3 separate regions of the Mus musculus genome follow, and all the other regions are linked to region 1. A link is a contact called in public Hi-C and HiChIP or PLAC-seq data. All regions are on one chromosome and are shown on one strand. The core of a region is the stretch at or near the end of the contact, and the rest is flanking DNA. Distances in the headings are between cores, read along the strand shown. Region 1 overlaps Gm34276 (a long non-coding RNA gene). Region 2 overlaps Gm29676 (a long non-coding RNA gene). Region 3 overlaps Jarid2 (jumonji, AT rich interactive domain 2).

Evidence for each region. A called contact is a pair of places that touch in the nucleus more often than the background predicts. HiChIP or PLAC-seq counts read pairs in DNA pulled down with a chosen protein or histone mark.
Region 2: a BATF HiChIP or PLAC-seq map of CD8 T cells shows a contact between it and region 1, with 8 read pairs. The contact joins two enhancer-like sites. A contact is called at or near these places in 2 of 484 Hi-C or Micro-C datasets (cortical neurons and muscle stem cells) and 2 of 115 datasets of contacts at active chromatin or transcription factors (CD8 T cells and bone marrow-derived macrophages).
Region 3: a contact with region 1 is called in a Hi-C map of B cells, with 1.6 times the contacts expected there. The contact joins two enhancer-like sites. A contact is called at or near these places in 3 of 484 Hi-C or Micro-C datasets (B cells, macrophages and nephron progenitors), 3 of 115 datasets of contacts at active chromatin or transcription factors (bone marrow-derived macrophages and embryonic stem cells) and 1 of 9 other capture datasets (embryonic stem cells).

Annotation. Positions count from the first base shown.
Region 1 is chr13:44,539,317-44,543,726 of GRCm38.p6, forward strand. All of the region lies in intron 3 of Gm34276 (a long non-coding RNA gene), which reads right to left. Among named protein-coding and RNA genes, the nearest start is that of Gm34276, 27 kb to the right of the region's middle. Within about 2 kb of position 2,170, at least 53 of the 459 cell types and tissues checked have an H3K27ac peak or open chromatin away from gene starts, as enhancers often do. A contact at or near this core is called in B cells and CD8 T cells, where this site is marked.
Region 2 is chr13:44,246,996-44,251,405 of GRCm38.p6, forward strand. It overlaps Gm29676 (a long non-coding RNA gene), which reads right to left. Exons shown (of 2, transcript XR_382289.1): 2 at 3,097-4,037. Among named protein-coding and RNA genes, the nearest start is that of Gm29676, 11 kb to the right of the region's middle. Within about 2 kb of position 2,321, at least 31 of the 459 cell types and tissues checked have an H3K27ac peak or open chromatin away from gene starts, as enhancers often do. A contact at or near this core is called in CD8 T cells, where this site is marked.
Region 3 is chr13:44,806,613-44,811,022 of GRCm38.p6, forward strand. All of the region lies in intron 1 of Jarid2 (jumonji, AT rich interactive domain 2), which reads left to right. Among named protein-coding and RNA genes, the nearest start is that of Jarid2, 78 kb to the left of the region's middle. Within about 2 kb of position 1,944, at least 24 of the 459 cell types and tissues checked have an H3K27ac peak or open chromatin away from gene starts, as enhancers often do. A contact at or near this core is called in B cells, where this site is marked.

The DNA.
Region 1 (4,410 bases), core at 920-3,419:
TTTTTCCTCCAACAATAAACTCTCTGCACTCAGTAGGACACTGATTCCCAATTCCCAAACACTGAGAAATATGCAGCCATGTTTAAATGATTACATTCTATATTAGTATCTGTATAGCATAACATGCAATAACTATCTATATTACATAATGTAGATCGCACAACTGGACTATGGCTGTTACCAAGAAGACATTGTTGAGAAAGAGGACTCACTACTACTGGCAATTTAACTAGTACAGCCACTGTGGAAATCAGCATGGAAGGTTTAAAGAAAACTAAAAACAGAACTATCGTATGTCTGGATGTTCAGACATACATCCAAAAGATGCTAAGTCAACATATTTGCACATCTATGTTCATAGCTGTTCTGTCTACAGAAGCCAGGTATTAGAATCAACCAACCTAGGTGTCCATCAACAGAGGAGGGATAAAGAAAATGTGGTTCAGGGTCTAGCGAGATGGGTCAGTGGTTAAAAGCCCTGGCTGCTCTTCAGAAGTCCTGGGTTCAATTCCAAGCACCCACCTGGTGGCTCTCAAACATCTCTAACTGTAGCCCATGGGATCCAATACCTTCTTCTGGTGTGCAGACATACATGTGGACAAAACACCCGTATACATAAAATACATAAATAAAATCTTTTTTAAAGTAAGAAAGTGTGGTTCCTTGAATTTCATGCAACTATAAACAACAATGTTTTGTATGCTGGGATTAAAAACATCTGCCACCGTGACTGGTGTATAAGAAAAAAATGAAATTGCAGCGCATACAAGAGAATGGGAAGAACGAGAAGCCATTATGTTAAGCAAAATAAGCTAGATTTAGAAACACAAACACTGCATGTTTCTCTACTTTGTGGAGCTAGAATTTAAAGACACACATATACACATATATATGTGTGTGTGTATATATATATATATATATATATATATATACATACATACATATAGTTGTATTACTCTTCTTTAAGTGTCATCTTAGCCAGATGTGACAGTATAGATCTGTAATCTCAGTACTTAGAAGCTAAGGAAGAGGGGATCATTAGGCCCAGGCAAGCCAGACTTTTGTTTTCTGGGTGGGAGTATCATCTTATAAATCAATTCACAGAGTCGTAGTAAGTGCAAAGTAATAATATCATTGCCACAATCACCGCAATGCTCATAAAAGCAGAGAAGTTGATTTGCAGAGCCTTGACAGCCTTGGGTCCCCCAGCCTTCCTCAGCTGTGACATCGTCCCACAGCCTAGAAGTCAGGAGGGAAGTTCTCTGATGAGGGTCAGACAGAGCTTCTGCTTTCACGGTCCCTGGGGGGTGTCTCAGCACCCCAGAACTTAGAGGGGGAAAATATGAAAACAGCTAGTCTGATGCAACCCTTCTGATTGTAGGTCAAATGACCAGGACTTACACCAAGATGCACTTTCAAATGCTGCCAACCTTTATCAAAGCAACATTTCCTATTCAAAACTCTTAACAGAAAACCCCTGCTTAGGGACGCTTTTCACGTTTGTGTCTGGACCTCCCTGTAATCTCTATTTCTCGCTATTTTATTTATTATTAATGTGTGGGAAAGACAGAGTGACAGAAAGACAGAGGCAGGCAGACACCAGTGCAGAGGACAGAGGACAACTTTCAGGAGTTGGTTCTCTCCTTCTTCTACCTTGTATTCTGGTGATAAACTCACACTTTCAGGCTTTGTGCAAGGGCTTGTACCCCTAAGACCCCATTTTGACAGCCTGGGGAGATGACCTAGTCAGTACAGTGTTTGTCCCTCATGCCTGAGGACCTGAGTTTGATGCTCAGAATTCACATCGAACAACCAGGAATGAGGGAATGAATTTATAACCTCAGTCCTAGGGAGGTAGAGACAGGCGTCCTGGCTAGCCAGCCAAATCAGTAAGCCCATCTTACTAAACAGGGTGGATGGCATCCATTAAGAACAGCCATGCCCATATACAGGGCACATGCATGAGCACCACTAGGGTACCCACCTAGAACTGGCAGATGGAAGGGAGGGGCAAAGGAGAATGACTTCATCAGCCTGAGACTATTCCCTGCGATACCCAAATCAGACCAACAAGCCTCATTGTGCTTGACAGCAAGAAAGTTAGACCTGGCCAGCTCCCTACTACAGATCGCTTTGGGAATCCCCAGGGAATGCCCACATGCTGTACCAATCTGTCCCGCTGATCACTTGCCACCTCAACTGCCACCTGGCCCCATGCCACTGCCCAACCCTGGTTGTGCTCTGAAACCCGACTCTGCAGGCAGCTGCTGTACCCTGAGTTTCACCCCAGGCTGGCCACAAGCCGTTCCCTTAATTCCCCTTGGTGGCAGTTAATGGTAGACTGTCACATTTGAGATGTTACGAAAAGCCAAGGCACCACCAAAGATCACTACAACCCCGAGAACTAGAGCTGGGCGTGCCAGATGGCTGTCCTTTAGGTCCATGGGCCGTGCATAGAGGTTTTATTTCTCAGAGCTCAGTTCTCCTATCCTAACAAGTCCCAATGAATAAAGACAAAAAAATCTTTTCCTACACGGGGGGAGGGGGGGGGAATCACCAGCTTTCTAGAGCCCCCAGGTCTTGAACTATCTGTTTCAGGAAAGGATTAAACTTTACCATGGTTTAGCCAAAAGCCTTTAAAATTTTTTGTCTAGGCAAAATAAACACAGTGAAATATGGCCCCACACCAGAGAAATAGTAAGAACGTAAGAAGACATTGAAACAACTATTTGTTTTTGTTCTTGGTTTTTCTTTTTAAAGATTTATTTATTTATTATATGTAAGTACACTGTAGCTGTCTTCAGACACACCAGAAGAGGGAGTCATATCTTTTTACGGATGGTTGTGAGCTACCATGTGGTTGCTGGGATTTGAACTCGGGGCCTTCGGTAGAGTAGTCAGTGCTCTTAACCACTGAGCCATCTCACCAGCCCTCTTGTTCTTCTTTGTTGTTGTTGGTTTTTTGGGTTTTTTTTGTTGTTGTTGTTTGTTTTAGTTTTTCAAGACAGGGTTTCTCTGTATAGCCCTGGCTGTCCTGGAACTCACTTTGTAGACCAGGCTGGCCTCGAACTCAGAAATCCACCTGCCTCTGCCTCCCGAGTGCTGGGATTAAAGGCATGCGCCACCACGCCCGCCCAGCTGAAACAACTATTTAAGCTTGTTAAAGGGTGAGTTCTCATACTTTTAACCCTTCCTATTCCATGAAAGTCCTCTGGCCAATAACACACGGAAAGATAGTTAGCCTCACTAATGATTAGGAGAAGACAAATCGATACTCACGGAGATCTTTCCTCACACCCATCAGAAAATCTACTATGAGCACACGAGTGTGTGCACAGGCATAGGAAATTAGCATTGGTGAGGATATAGAGAAACTGGAGCCCTTACACACTGCTGGGGAGTGTGCTAAAGGTGCAAATGCAATGGAAAGCCATGTCATGGCTACCTAAAGTATCAGACATATAATTAACCGTACACTCTAGCAACGCCACTCCCGGGATCCAGTAAGCCTACTCGAAGGAATTGAAAGCCGGGTTGCAAAGACACATCTGGGCACTGACCACGTTCGTGGCAGTCCTTTACACAAAGGCCATGAGGCAGAAACAGTGTAGGTGTCCATCAGCAGGTGAGAGGATCAACAAAATGCAGTGGGCAAGTACATGGAATGGGACTTGACTTTTTTTTTAAGGGATGAAATTGAGGCTTGGGATGAAGTTAGTCAGTAAACTGCCTGTTTAGCATGACACCCTGGGCTCATTCCCAGCACTGTCTACAACCAGGTATGTAGGCCAGTAATCCCAGCACTTGAGAGGTAGAGTTAAAAGGATCAGCAATTCAAGGTCAGCTTTGGCTACCCGGGAAGGGCTAGACTCAGTGCACGAGGCCATGTGTCAAAAAGAAATTAAAAAGAAAGAAAGAAACTATACAAGTCCTTATTGTCTGATAGAACCTCAACTTTCTATTGGGTGAGAAACAGTCTCTACAGTTTCTGTTTCTGGTGCCACTCACCACTGGAAGTCACTGAGCCCTTAAGGACGGTGACTGAGACATGATTTGATGCTATCCGTTTTTCATACAAAGTAGGTCAGCATGGGAGCTTGGAGCATGTCATTGGACAGCACAAGGTCTCAACAGTCACAGACCCTGTGGACTTCCTGCAGCAGCACTGGTGGCGCGGGACATTTAAGCTGGTGGCCCCTTTAGGAACAAGCCCTTGCTACACAGACCTCCACTGTCACCTGGCTCAGCTGGATCTCAGCTCTTCTGCTTAAAGACAAAGCACTGTCATGTGCTCTACTCCCTTCTGCTCGACATCACCCTTGGAAGGCTTCTTAGTTTTATACCTGTAGCACATCCAGCCAGAGCGCCACCACCCTCGCCACTGTTCAAACACTCCCAAATACTTAGTGT
Region 2 (4,410 bases), core at 1,071-3,570, 290 kb before region 1:
CCAGGTCAGTGAAGGAGGAAGCTAGCCTTCCACTCCTGCTATCACCACTTCCTGTAAAGAAGGCGAGAGCTACAGTTTGCATAGCTGATCCCTTTGCGGCCTCCCTGTGAGGGAGGTAGCTTCCTGCAGTCCCATCTCCCATCCCTGCGACCATGGTGAGCTGTCTCACTGTAAGCCAGAATCAGTGAGGTCCCTTGCTCACCATAATGTCCAAGCAGAGAGCCCAAATCACCCTCTCATCTTTTAAAAGCTGCTATTTCACGAGTTTTGAATATTCTCCCTAGTAGTAGAACCCGGACTAGAAATTTAAGAAGGTCCTCGGGCAGCTCCCTGTTCCTCCTCCCCGTTCCTTCTCTTTCCATGATTCACTCATGTCTCCCTGGTCTAGGTCTACAGAGGAGTCTTGGTGCAACCAGTGGTTCTCAGCAAGGGACACTTTTGTCCCCAGGAGACATTTGACAATTTCTGAAGACATTGTGAGTTGTGGTTTAGGATGGGGTTTATGCAGCTAATGGAGAGAAGCCAATGGTGATATTAACTACCCTACCCAGGGCAGCTCTCCATACGATAAATCCCATGATCTAAAAAGTCAACATCAGCAGTTCTGGGGAAGAAAACACTAGTTTTTAAAGTCTACCCATAATTCAAGAACTCAACCTCTATTAAAATTCATCAAATTCAGGTCATCTCTCTAAATCCCTTGGTCTGTGCATTTTCCTCCCTGGTTGACATGGGATGAGTGACTACATCCATGTGAACGGAAGAGCTGAATAATTTAGAAAGAGACTGAATAATCACTGTCATTTGCTGAGCGCTTCCGGCAATCTGGCCAAACACAGTTTTCAGAGCTTCTGTGTCTATTAGCACATTTTATCCGAATAAGAGCCCTAGGCGGGTCCACTGTGTTCCTTGTTTTACAGACAAGCAGTCTCGGGCCAAGAAAGGTTAAGGGGTGCAATCCCAAGTCGCAGAGCTAGGGTTGTACTCTAGAAAGTCTTATCAAGGGGTAGAAGAGACACACACGGTAGATCAGCAAAAAGCTGGCAGAGCATCGAGGTTCCCACACGGGATGCAAAGGAGAGAGGAGGTAGGTAGAAAGCCAGCTGGAGCAGGTCTGGTGGGTCAAGATGAGGACTGCAGCTTTTCCCTCCAGGTTCTTAATGTTGACTCTGCCATAGAGACTGCCGTTCTGAGTACCGGGCCTCTTGACATCAGGGCCCACTGCAGGCGGCCCGCTGTTTAATGCCTTCACACTGTGGCTCCATCATGGCCATATAAACCATGGCATAGAGAAGCATCCCCCCCCCCGCCCCCTTCCCCCACCCTGCTCACACTCCTTACATCCTGTGAACGGAGGCCTCATTTTGTGCAAAAAGCTGCAGACTCATGAAGGGGACAGAAAGCATGGGCTATATTTAAATCTGCCACAGCAATATGCTGACCAGTAAAGCTTGCTTATTAAGATCTTTCTGTGGGGTGAAGTACCACGGCATTTGTGTCAGCTGGTTTATGGCGGGGCCCTGCTTTCAAGATCAAGCTTCTGTTTGTCTTCTCTGCTGAGCTGACAGGAGGATGGTTTGGAGTTTACATCATGCCCCAAACATCTGTATTAGAGAGTCAGCAACGAAGAGCCGCAGCTCCAAATGGAGTTCCGAATGTGGAAAGCCCTTGTCTGTCAATAGATTAAGTTGCTATTTTTACCCAAAGAGAAAGCTAGAGGGAGGATAAACGAGTTAAGGACAGCAGAAACTGGCCTGCTGAGCTATTTTTTGCACACTCGAAAAGGGAAAGGGGGTGCGTTTTGTTTTCTTGTTAATGTTTGAAGGAAAAAAAATACTTAGAGATCTATCTCATCTCAAATTTAGATGCTCACAGACAAATTTACCCTCCTCCTTTCCCCTCACTTGAGTAAGACTCTGAGTTAGAAAGGATGGGTGCCCAGGAGTCGGCCTCTGGTTAAAATCCCAGGCCTTTTATACAGCTTCTTATTTAAAATCTGAGCTTCAAACTTTACCCAGATGGGACAGGTCTTTGGAGAAGGAACTACACTTACTGCCAGTACCCACAAAGGACAGTAAAAATGGTGACAGTAATAAGTAGTTGACACATATACTGCCCTATTAATCCCCACATTTTTTGTGGTTAATACTGATATGATCTACTCATTAAAAACCTTCCTGAAGACTAACATTTATATAGAAACTGACACAAAATTTTAAAGACATAATTCTGTGAATTGCACAAACTGGACACACCTCAGAAACCACCACTCAGAAGAAACCACTAGGATGTGGGTGGCCCTGTGATGTGGGATGAGTACTACAGAACCTTGTAGGGCTCATGGCGGGTTTAAGTCAGGGGCTCTGGTCCTGGAAACTCAGCTACCACTAAAGCCACCAGAAGCCAGTGGCTTCTGAACTTATTGGCTCCTGTCTGAGAAGGAAGAATTGTGGGCAAGGAGAAGCAGGGTGAACTCGTATTTATTAAAAGAAAAATGAGAAAGGGTTCCTAGAGTGGGAGGGGTTGAATGGATGCCTACTAGGGTTGAAGGATGAATACAACCATGCTGCTCTGACAGGCTGTGCGTGTGGTGTGCATGTGCGTGCGTGTGTGTGTGTGTGTGTGTGTGTGTGTGTGTGTGTGAGTGTGTGTGCACATGTGTGTGTGCATGTGTGTGTGTGCGCGCGCGTGTGTGTATACGGCAGGAACTGGATGTGGATTGAAGGTAATTTTTAATGGGATTGGTCACTTTTGAGCCCATGAAAGGCCAAGACAGTAAGGAGTCCAAACACCCTAAACCTATTCCCTTGGTTTAATCAGTCACTGACGTATTCGTGAGAGAGGTCGCGTGCTTTGTGACTAGATGATGATCTAGCCTTGGCCCTGCTCACCCTGTCTAAGGCAGTGGCTCTGATGCCCTGTCACTTTAATACAGACCCTCATGTTGTAGTAACCCCCAACCACAAGATTATTTTCACTGCTACTTCCTGACTGTAATCTTGCTAAGTATTATGAATCGTAATGTAAATCTCTATGTGTTCTGGTGGTCTTAGACGACCCCCGTGAAACGGTTGTTTGACTCCCAAAGGGGTCTCGACCCACAGGTTGAGACTCTCTGGTGTAAGAGAAGCCACACCAGAGATGCTCACCTGTCTCACAGCCACACCTCCATCCCCTCCCCCCCACATTAGGTAACCCCACCTCAGCTTATGACAACGCAGGTTTGGTTCCCACAGCTTTCACTTTGCACACACACTGGTGTACACTTTCACTCTGCACACATGCTGCTGTATATGTTCACTTTGCACACACACTGGTATACACTCTTACTTTACACACATGCTGGTGTACACTTTTACTTTGCACACGTGCTCGCATACACTTTCACCCTGCACACGTGCAGTGTACACTATGTATATACTCTCTTGTCTGACCTGTCACTCAGCGTTAGTGTGTGAGATTCACCTGTATTACTGTGCACAGCTGCACTTTGTATGTTGCAGATTTCTCGTCCCTCCCCCCAGCTCTAGAACTCCTGGTGCACGAATTTGTTGCCACCCCCCCCTACTTTAATGTGAGTAGGTTTTATGCTTCATTTAAGGATAAAGTTTCAAGTTTAAGGTTAAAGGTTCAGGTCAAAGGTTAAGAACACAGAGACAGAAAAGACTAAAATTAACTCCTATGAAGAGTAAACTTGGGCTTACAGCTCATGCTGGCCTGACTCCAAAGCCCAGGCATTGGGCACCATGCTGTCTTGTCTCAGAAAAGCCAGGTTTTCTGGGACCTCTTCCTGCTGTGTGATAAGGTCTTTTGGGTGAATAATTTGGGGATCTCTGGGAAGGGGACATTTGAACAGTGTGATGTGGGTTCTCATCTTCCCATTCCTGTAGAATGACTGCCCTCGGGCATCTCTCTTGGCATCGAGTCCATCTGGCAGATCTTCCATTCTCTGTTACGTTGATTGCCTCTTCCAATAGGCCTGTCAGGGTCGCCAGCACTGAGGAGCCAAAGCTGGAGAGGCACACCGCACCTGAGACCTAGAGAGACACGGAGCACAGCGCATATGCTTAGAGCCTCAGCTGTGGCGAAGGTGAATGTGTCAATGGATTCACAAGTGACAGACTAGGGTGCATATTCCCAGTTATTTATGCATGCACACATTCATGTTGTTGGCTCGGCTGTTTTCCCTGTTCACATTTCTCCCATGAATAGTCTATGATGCTATTAACAGAGCCTTAGAATGACCATGTCCATGTCTGGTAGGCTACCTATCTCCTCATTGGCAATCACACTGTCTGCACATTTTCTAGAAAGAGAAGAAGAGGAAAGAATACATCAAAAGGATATTTATAGGTGCAGCAACTATTAGTGGTTGATCTGTTGCTAACCATCTGTCCTCGTCGACTAAAT
Region 3 (4,410 bases), core at 694-3,193, 270 kb after region 1:
TTCCTTCTCTTTGTTTATCGCCGCAAGGTTGTGTTAATTGTAGCCTTTGGTTTCTAGGATCCACTTAGCTTTGTGGAGACAGGTTGGGCTTCAGTCTCAGCTCTGGTTCTTAAGTATGCAAGTTTGGTTTCTCATGGGTGTGTCCTGAGAGTTTACTAGGGCTGTGATACAAGAAGAATTTTACAAAGTAGGCACCCACTTTTTATGCTCTTGGTCTAGGCAATACTGAAGTGAATCATGTCTGGTGAAAATCTTCTGTATTTTTGTCTGCTGTATGTGGAAGCTTTGAAGAGGCTCTGACTTCTTTAATCCTGGCAAATGCACACTAAAGTATCTATTTGCTGAATGTAACTGGTCCATGAAGTACCTTCAAATGCCTTTTCCAAAGAATCTGGTTTCTATTAATGAATTCATATATATTTATATACTAGGAGAACAATTCATTTTTTATTACACAGTAGCTATGGCAGGTGTCAGAAACTCCTGTTGTTAATACTAATGGCAGTCAGCATTTAACTTTTTTTCTTTACTGTCTGCTGTCTTGTGGTTTTTCAACTAGTTATTCTTAATTGTCATGTATAGTAGAAATAATTAAATCCATGCTGCTCCTCCTCTTATGAATGTTTGCACCTCTTTTAAGTTTTCTTGGCTTTCTCACATTCTGGTTTCAATTATGCTGATGTGTCTCTGGTCTGTAGGGCAGATTAGTGGCTTTGGTGTGGCCTTGCTGCATTTCCCTCAGCTCTCCTGCAGTTGGTTGATGACCCACGTGTCATGTCCTCACTATCACCATAAGGCTTGCTTCACCTGGGCCCCGTGTATACCATAATAGACACACACAGCTGAGTGTCAAGTGCAGAGGGAGTCAGCTTAGCTTAATTAGAGCAGTGAAAATGGACTGTTTGCTTAAAGCTGTATTGTACTCTTTGTTATTTATTATACACCTAAACTTTTAGAAGGTGAACATTTAGGAATTAAGCAATAAGTAATAAAAAAATGAATGAAACGACCTTTTAGAAAGGGTCTCTTCACTGAACATGGAGACACCAATATAAGTAGAGTTAGGTGAACAGCAAGCCTGAGGGATCCCCCTGTTTCCAACTCCCTAACATTAAGATTGTAATGTGGTGACCAGCTTTTTATGTGAGGATTTGTGTGTCCTGACTCAGGGTCTCATGCTTGGTTGACGAACAATTTACTGATCAGAGTATTTCTTCAGCAACAAGTAAGTATTCTTAAATGGATTTTTGTAGTATACGGAGGCAAATCAATTGAAAACTGGCTAATTAAGACCACAAAACAGCATTTGTACAGAAGCAGAATTTTAAGTTAATAGTGTGTGCTTTAGGGATGGAAATATTTCCAGTGAGACAACGACCACTTCTTGTTCTTTTTTCTTCTTCTTCTCCTCTTCCTTTTTTCTTCTCCTCCTTCTTCCTCTTCTTTTTTCCTCCTATTTCCTTCCTTCCTTCCTTCCTTCCTCCCTCCTCCTCCCCCCCCCCCCCCCCCGATACAGGACTTCTCTGTGTAGCCTTGGCTGTCCTGGCACTCACTCTGTAGACTAGGCTGCTCTGAAACTCAAAAATCCGCCTGCCTCTGCCTCCCAAGTGCTGGGATTAAAGGCGTGCACTACCACTGCCCGGGTCCAGTGAGACTTCTTAACTTACAGCATAACTAATGTTCATGACTTTTGACCTTGAAGTTTATATTGATTTCTTAGCTATGCAGGATGTAATTCCTGTTTTAGGTCTTAGTTTCTACTCAAAGATGGGACTTCCTTTTGGTGTGGTGGTAGCTGCTAAAGAAAAAATGTTCCATTTGAAAGTGGAACTCTGTGGGCAGGTACATTTTTAGTGTTTCCATTTACTATCATAGTCACATTCTATGTTCCAGTTTATGCCTGTGTGAGAGAAGTGGGCCTAATTGGGTTAGTCCGAAAGAGTGGTTTCACTAAAGAGCTATTTCCATGTTGGAAAATTCCCATTTCTATTTAAAGGGTTGTTCATTCTGGATGTAGAGGACAAATTAAAGAGTACTGTTTTAGAAGTGTGGCTGGATTTTTTGGCATTGGCAGCCTGATAATTACAGTTTTTGCCCAAGAGCTTTGAATTCTGACTGTTTTGCTTGGAAGATCTTCTGAGGAAAAGCTGAAGGATAAGGGACCTGGGTACCAGGAAAGGGAGGATTAGGCTGTAGTGTTTTGGTAGTGCTTTGTTGAATAAATAGGATAGCTCTCCTGGGGATTCCCATCACCAGGCAAGAGAAATGGCACTGTCTTATTTTGTCTATTTGTTTTCATGGATACATCATCTTTTGTAAGTAAAAATATGAGTATTGTCTGTTCTCATCAATAATGAAGAAAATAGAGCATACCTCCAGCTAGTAATGGTAAGCAATAATGTCTGAAAACCAGACATTATTGTGAATAAATCAGTCATTTGTCCGTTTTACTCACACACAGCTACTTCTTCACACCTTCCTTCTACAAGGTGGCAAAATTCTGTTGGATCAGGTTAATGAAACAGGTGGCCTGGGTTATTTTTAGCCCTATCCTTCTCATGAACTGTTACTCTTTCTAGATTTCTCTTTCATGTGAAATGAATTGACATGTTAAATTTAGGTTTATAGTGTGATGTAGTGTTCTGTTACTAGAAGTACAAACCATTTATGTCACAAGCTTAGATGTTCTTGGTCAGGGCTGGGGAGATGGCTCTTTGCTTAAGTGCACAATCTGCTCTTCCATAGTTCAATTCCCAGCAACTGCATGGTGGTTTTATCTATACTGGGATCTGATGCCCTCTTCTGGCATGCAGGTGTACATATACACACAGGGCACTCATGCATTAAATAAAGAAATCTTTTAAAAATGTCTCTGATTTACAGATTTTTTTTTTTGTGGCCAAGCAATATTCCATATTAATTTGTGTCCATGCCCTCCCATCCCCCATATTGAATAACTTAGGAGTTCTGCCTGGAAGTTTCTCAGGCTTCTGCACTCTTGCTGTGTGGTCAGCTCATGTGTACATGTATACTTTCATGTAGTGTATCATGTGTACTCTTTTGGCACTGGTGGTTGCTTCTGTTGGTAGGTAAGAAAAGACACATCCTTATTTCTCTGCTCTCATGCTTCTTCAAGGCTGCCCAGGCTCATTTTTCTGATCATCGATGATTCTTGGCTCTCTCTTTAAACTCTGTTAGCTCCATTTCACACCTCTCATTAGCTTCTCATTCCTCAGTCCAGAGTAGATGCTCAGAACCATATAGCACTGAATTCTGTTCCTCCTCCTGCCATGCATACTTATTACTACGGATTCTTACTATCAGGAACGTTGAGATTAATAACTAATCATAATAAAACAGTAGTTATACTTTATTAGAATTAGTATGAACTACTTAGGATGCCTAGAGTGAAAATACTGTATAAAAGTATGATTAATTTATATATCATGGGCATACCTGCTCAATGGTGTAAGATTTCATCATTTTTCTAAGAATGATAATAAGGTATTTAGTTACATAATTTGCCATACGAGAAGTGTATTTTTGAGCTGGCAAATGAAAATGGTTTTGTCATTCTTGAAGTTGCTGCTTTAGTTTTCTTTCATGTGTACGTGGTGTTGTTGTTGTGCCAGAATGTATTTCTGTGCACCCAGTGCATGTATGTAGTGCCTGCAGGAGTTGTTAATTTTGGCAACTTTTACAATTAGTATCTATTTTTATTTCTAAAGAAAAACACTGTACTGAACTGGAGGATTTTAAATACTTCAAATATATATTGGGTTTCTCTAGGCTGTTTTTTTCTCTCTTTTTAAAAACAGTCCTAATCAACTCTGCCATCTTTCACATGTACAGAGTAAGTAGTAGCTCAGTAACTTGTACAAGGAAGAGCAGTTGCCCATATAAACTGTAGACTTTGCACACTTAAATACATCTTTCCCATTTCTTTAAGTCTTGTTTCTTGAACTCAGATAAATGTATTAATTAAATCATGCCAGCATTTTCTGAGATTTCTATAGGAGACTAGGAACTCTAAATGTCACATTATTGTGACATTGTCCTTCCTGCTTCCTGACAGTATGTTTTCATGTGGAGACACACATTGGATTCTGTTGTTGGTACCAATGCAGCAGAGAATGTATACATACATTGGGAGGTCGGAGTGAGATTCACAAAAGACATGTGCGGTCATCTCTTGGTGTAACCTCCTGTCTTGAATTTGTTCATTTGTTTGTCCCAATATATAGGGAGCAGAAAATCTGTGGTTTCCTATTCAGGCACTGCTTCTGACAGTGAAGGGAAAGGAAGCTGTGAAAGGTAGCACAACAGATATTTTAGGGTGTGAAAGGCAGTTGTCTTTCAATTAGAGATTTTATATTGATAAAAAGCATTCTTGGAGTCCAGGAAATCATT